Linked DNA regions of Gossypium hirsutum: region 2 is linked to region 1. Evidence: chromatin contacts called from public Hi-C data. All regions are on one chromosome and are shown on one strand. Each heading gives the region's core, a stretch centred on a gene start, on an enhancer-like site or on the middle of the called end of the contact. The rest is flanking DNA. Distances are from core to core; before and after follow the strand shown.

Evidence for each region. A called contact is a pair of places that touch in the nucleus more often than the background predicts.
Region 2: a contact with region 1 is called in a Hi-C map of leaf, with 2.8 times the contacts expected there. The contact joins the promoter of LOC107887317 here to the enhancer-like site in region 1. A contact is called at or near these places in 14 of 34 Hi-C or Micro-C datasets (callus, hypocotyl, leaf and 2 more).

What each region holds. Positions count from the first base shown.
Region 1 is chrA03:38,016,391-38,019,273 of Gossypium_hirsutum_v2.1, reverse strand. It overlaps the pseudogene LOC107887314. Among protein-coding and RNA genes, the nearest start is that of LOC121225776, 43 kb to the right of the region's middle. Within about 2 kb of position 1,508, at least 2 of the 9 cell types and tissues checked have an H3K27ac peak or open chromatin away from gene starts, as enhancers often do.
Region 2 is chrA03:38,198,004-38,200,886 of Gossypium_hirsutum_v2.1, reverse strand. LOC107887317 (receptor-like protein kinase FERONIA) reads right to left here and starts at 1,485. Exons shown (of 1, transcript XM_041109145.1): 1 at 1-1,485. The coding sequence starts at 1,091.

The DNA.
Region 1 (2,883 bases), core at 259-2,758:
TATTTCTTCTGTCAGGAACACCAATTTTTGTTTTGCGTCCCATGTCACTTTTTCAGGAAGTCACAGGCATTTACACAAATAATTTTGATATGTCATTGAACACAAAAAATGGATTTCCTGTCTTTGCCACTGTGGTTGAGGCAAACTATGTTGCAAAGAAACAGGATCTCTTTTCTGCCTACAAACTCACTCAGGAAGATAAGGAAGACATTGAGAAGTTGGCCAAGGATCCACAAATAGGAGAAAGGGTTCGTCGTTCATGATACTGTTATTTTATTCTGAACTGTCCCTTTGTTCTGTAACGAATATTGGAGTTCTCTCTTTTGGTGAATTTCTAATTTGAATGCTTGATGATCCACTTTTCAGATGATAAAGTCCATTGCTCCCTCAATCTATGGTCATGAAGACATAAAAACTGCAATAACTCTTGCTATGTTTGGAGGCCAGGAGAAAAATGTAGAAGGGAAACACAGACTCCGTGGAGACATAATGTACTACTTCTAGGTGACCCAGGCACAGCAAAATCACAGTTCCTTAAGTATGAGCTAGCTCTCTCAGTTCTTTGGTTTGAATCAGATATCTTGAACATGGATTTGAAACTTGAAGGTTTTTATTTGAAGGTATGTTGAAAAGACGGGGCAGAGAGCTGTCTATACCACTGGCAAAGGGGCTTCTGCCGTGGGGCTGACAGCAGCAGTGCACAAGGATCCGGTAACCAGGGAGTGGACCCTTGAAGGAGGAGCCCTTGTTTTAGCTGACAAAGGGATTTGCCTTATTGACGAATTTGATAAAATGAATGATCAAGACAGGTAAGGGAAAGCCTGGCATAAATTTAGCCACTATAATTAGATAACTTCAGCAAACACCTTTCGTCGTTTGCTTTACTTTTTTTCTTTTAGGGGATTACTTGAGCTTTAAAATTATTGGAACATCTGTGCATTCAGGGTGAGTATCCATGAAGCAATGGAGCAGCAAAGCATTAGCGTATCAAAAGCTGGGATAGTAACTTCTCTCCAGGCTCGTTGCTCGGTCATTGCTGCTGCAAATCCAATTGGAGGAAGGTATGGATGGTTTATATATGAGATGATGATTTGGCCAATGGGTTCGTCGTTTAGAGTTTAGCGCATCATGCAAAGACCATATGGTGCACCAACAACGGGATTTCTTCACTCTTTGGATTCATTTCCTTATTATTCCCAATGAATAAAAAACCAAACTGGAATTGGCTGGACTCCTGGTTTCGTTTCAAACGGTTCAAAGTAAAATTTCTCTAAAATTGGGTTAAAAGGCCCATAACATATAAAACCTCAAAAGTTTGGTTTCCTAACTAGATAAAGAAAAAAAACCCGGTTTACTGGTTTTTAATCGTTTTTCTGGTTTCTGGTTTTCTAGCAATTCTGGTCAGTTCGACAGTAATTCAGTTTAATGTAAACTGGGTTTATTGCAGGCCAGCTCATGATGTTCATATCAATCTACTATGTACCTCTGCATTTAGCATTGGGTAAACCTCATACAATAACTGTCCTAGCTCTACCGTATCTTTTGTTTCATTTCTTCTCCGTAATCCACTTCAATGTAATTCTGATCAGTTCGACAGTAATTCAGTTTAATGTAAACTGGGTTCAACCAGTTGAAATGACTGGTCTTGTTTGGTTTTCTAATAATTGTTTATTCCCATTCATCCTTCTCACATAGAATCTTCTTTTTTAGATTCCCGGATGTCTTATTTTGGTTAAGAATCAATTCATAAAACTAATACGCATGCTTGCTTGCAGATATGATTCGTCAAAAACTTTTTCTCAAAATGTTGAGTTGACAGATCCCATTGTCTCTCGTTTTGACATCCTCTGTGTTGTTAAGGTTATTCCCTTCGTTACTCAATATTTAGTTTTCTTTGCAAAGCTCTATTATCAGACCTTAGTAGGATTAAGGTAAAAAACTAGATTTCAAATGCAGGATGTTGTTGATCCTGTAACAGATGAAATGCTTGCAAAGTTTGTAGTTGACAGCCATTTCAGGTCACAACCTAAGGGTGCTAATATAGATGACAAAGCCTTCAATGAATCCCAAGAAGAGAGTCAAGCCCCTGTTGGACTAGCCGATTCAAAGGTTCATAGTGGCTGTTCTATTATCCTAACTGCTTGTACGTTTTAGACCTTGTTCTTCAAATGATCATATGAATTTTTACGTTTGCATTGCAGATTCTTTCTCAAGAATTACTAAGGAAATATTTAACCTATGCCAAGTTGAATGTATTCCCAAGGTTCCATGAAAAGGATATGGCCAAGCTTACTAAAGTTTATGCTGATTTGCGAAAAGAATCTTCTGTAAGATTCCTTTTCTCGTTTTGCTGGTGATCTGAAAGTGATTTTACTTTAATGCCCTAATGCTTTCTTAATTGTCTGTGTAGCGTGGACAAGGCGTCCCTATTGCAGTTAGGCATATTGAATCGATGATCAGGATGTCTGAAGCACATGCCAGGATGCACCTTAGGCAGCATGTCACCGAAGCAGATGTAGACATGGCTATACGGGTCCTTCTTGAGTCATTCATTTCAACACAGAAGTTTGGGGTTCAAAAAGCCCTACGAAAGGTATAACCGGAGGTTCACTCTCTTTCAAGAACTTTCTCCATAAGGTGCAAATACGGAAATACCTTTAAAAAAAATGCCATAATGCAGTATGTTTTTCCCTCTTATATGTTTGTCCAGAATAGGTATGAAGTATTTTGTACTTTTTTCCTCTATATTTTGGCAATATATTATTTGGGGCAGATGGTATTCTCATGGCCTGCATTTCTCAAGAATGGCGCTTATACATTGATGTCGTTATTCTGATGGTTTGGCAGTTGCTAGTTTGTTGTGTTTAGGTCTATTCCTTTATG
Region 2 (2,883 bases), core at 236-2,735, 180 kb before region 1:
ACGTAATCCACATACACAGGAACATCAACTTGGTCACTTGCCAGGGCAATCACATCGACCCCTTGATCAGCTGTTTGATTGTTTAGGTACACATCAAACACTCTCTGATTAATCTTGGTGATGTTATCAGTAAACTCGCAGAAATGTAACCTGACCAAGTAGGAGAATCCAGAGTCAACACCGAACATCCAAGTTAAATTGTAATGATTGTTTATTTCAGCATTCGGCCCCATGGATCTAGCAGTGGCGTATACATCTTTTGGTGCAATATAAGTGGGCATGGTTCCATAATCGATAGTGACATTCGGATCAGCAGCCCCCGAAACACCATACGCAGCCCCAAACAGGTATGGCTGGTCATCATACCAAGATCTAAACAGACCTGTATCAGCCGAAGGTGAGATATCATTTCCACCGACATTCAGTCTGTAAATATTCTCGAGGGCAGTGCTATTATCGATGGTGAAGGGAATATTCTGTCCGACAATGGACATCCCATCGGCATTACCATAAATATCAGGCATTGACAAAACCTCAATCCCATTGACAAACGCATAGGCATTAGAGGGAGTGGAAGGAGTAAATGTTAGGTTCAAATGGTCATCATCCACATTGATGGAATACTCCTTAACAACAAAAGCATAATTCAAAGCTTCACTGGTTTGAGCAGCACTGAAATTCTTAAGAAGAGTGTAGGAACCACAAGTGACCGAAAACAAAGCATTGGCTGCAATCTGCCCATCGTAGGAATTAGCATAGAAATACAACCTAAGGAATTTCCGACCAGGTACGACCGGGAAACTATAGGTGAAGTTGGAGCGAAAAACACGGGCTGTCATGTAAGGAACTTCGGGAACGGCAGGATCTTGCGTGGCAGCTTGGGAAGCCACCGAATTCCCGCTTCCCACCAGAAACTTCGACCCAACATCGGGTGTCCATTTCCGATTATCATTATCGGTGGCCTCAGATTTCCCACCACAATTTAGAAGGATTTTTTCAGTTGGAACATAATCAGCAGCTAAGACAAGTTGAAACAACAAGGAGACTAGAATGATAATACACATAGAACAGAACGTATCAGCTGAATTCATGGTGGAGTCAAAATGGGGTTCACAACGCCAGATCCGGGACACATACAGGACTTTAAGCTTTCAAAATGGAATTATCAAATGAAACCCAGATTTCCTTAGCTAAAAGAAGATGAAGATTTCAGATCCAAAGGACCAACTATGAGTACCACGGATTAATCTAAATGAACGCAAGAACAAAAAAAAAAGGTATTGTGTAAAAGATGGGACTTTCAAGCCATTTACCTTAAGTAGCTGTCTAAGAGAAGTGAAGAGAGATATGAGTGACTGAGTCAAAAATGGAAGAAGACGCAATAACAGAAACTGAACGGCGGTTTTGTTTCTAGTTTAGTTTTGTGTCTGAAATGGAAACTCTGTCCAGTCGCACAACAATGAAGAACACACTAATGATTTTATTAATTCACTTAGACTTAATAAATTTATAATGGATTGTAAATTGTTATTCAAGTGTTTGATTAAAAGAAATTAAATAAAATTGTAAAAATATTTTGTGTTTGGATAAACGAAACGATGATATAATAGCATAACAAAAAAAGACTTAGCATAATTTTTTAGATAAATTATTACTATTATTATTATTATTATTAAATTTTAATAGGATTATTATTAAAAATAATTTAATTATATTCTAATATAATTATTATTAAATATAATTTAATATAAATATTTTTATATTAAATTAGATTAAAATATTTTATAATTTAAATTTTAAAGGATTAATATGAAAATTACTTTTTTTATTATTTAATATTATATAAAATAGTTATTTTTAGTGATATTAAAAAATAATTATTATGAAAAAAATAATGATCATTTTATTAAATGAATATTACGTTCAATCAAATAATATTTAATTAATAAAAGGAAAATGGTATTCCATTCTTTAACCAAACATGGTGTTATATTTAAGGTATTATTTAACATTGGTTGTTAATAAATTATAAATTTAGTCACCTATATTCGTATAAAAATTAATATATAAATTAACGACTTTCGGCAGTTGACAGTATGACATCAAACAAATTTTTGTTAAATTGCACAGCTAGTCCCTACATTGAAGAAACAAATTAATCAGTTGGTCAAAAACATTAAAAGAATAATGTTGAAGTTTAAAGGAGTGAAGGATTTCATTACTTCGAGCCTAACCTCAATCAAGCAATTAGCAAATTCTCCAACCTACACAAAAACATAATTTATTCAACTTGTTGTTTACCCTTAATTAATTACCTCTAAAATATTTCGTTAATACTCTTAACATTTACACATTTTATTAATTTATTTTTTTTATACTCATTTTTTTAAAAAAGAGTTAAATTTAATTATTCAAATTGTTTTTTAATAGAAATGCTAATTAAAATGTTAATTTTCTAAACATGACAACCTACATAGTAATTCATGTGTACTTCATTTTTCTTTAAAAAAAATATGAATATTTTTATTTTTTAAAATATTTAATAAATTTTAAATTATTTCTTGACTTAATATATTATGTTAACATGAAATATACGTATATTATCATACAGGTTGTCACACCAACGTCACTAAAAGATATTATATTTTAATTAACATTTTCATTAAAAAAAGTGATTCGATATTTTTTTTTAAAAATAAATGACTAAATTTAATGTTAAAAAATAAATTTACCATTATACATCTAATTATTTGCATTTACTTTGCTAAGATTTTATTAAGATAGAAGACTATGTGATATCCATTTTGACATTGTATAGAAGGAAATGAATATATGAATGTATTTATTTTCAAAAAATATAAATATAAATATATATATATTTTA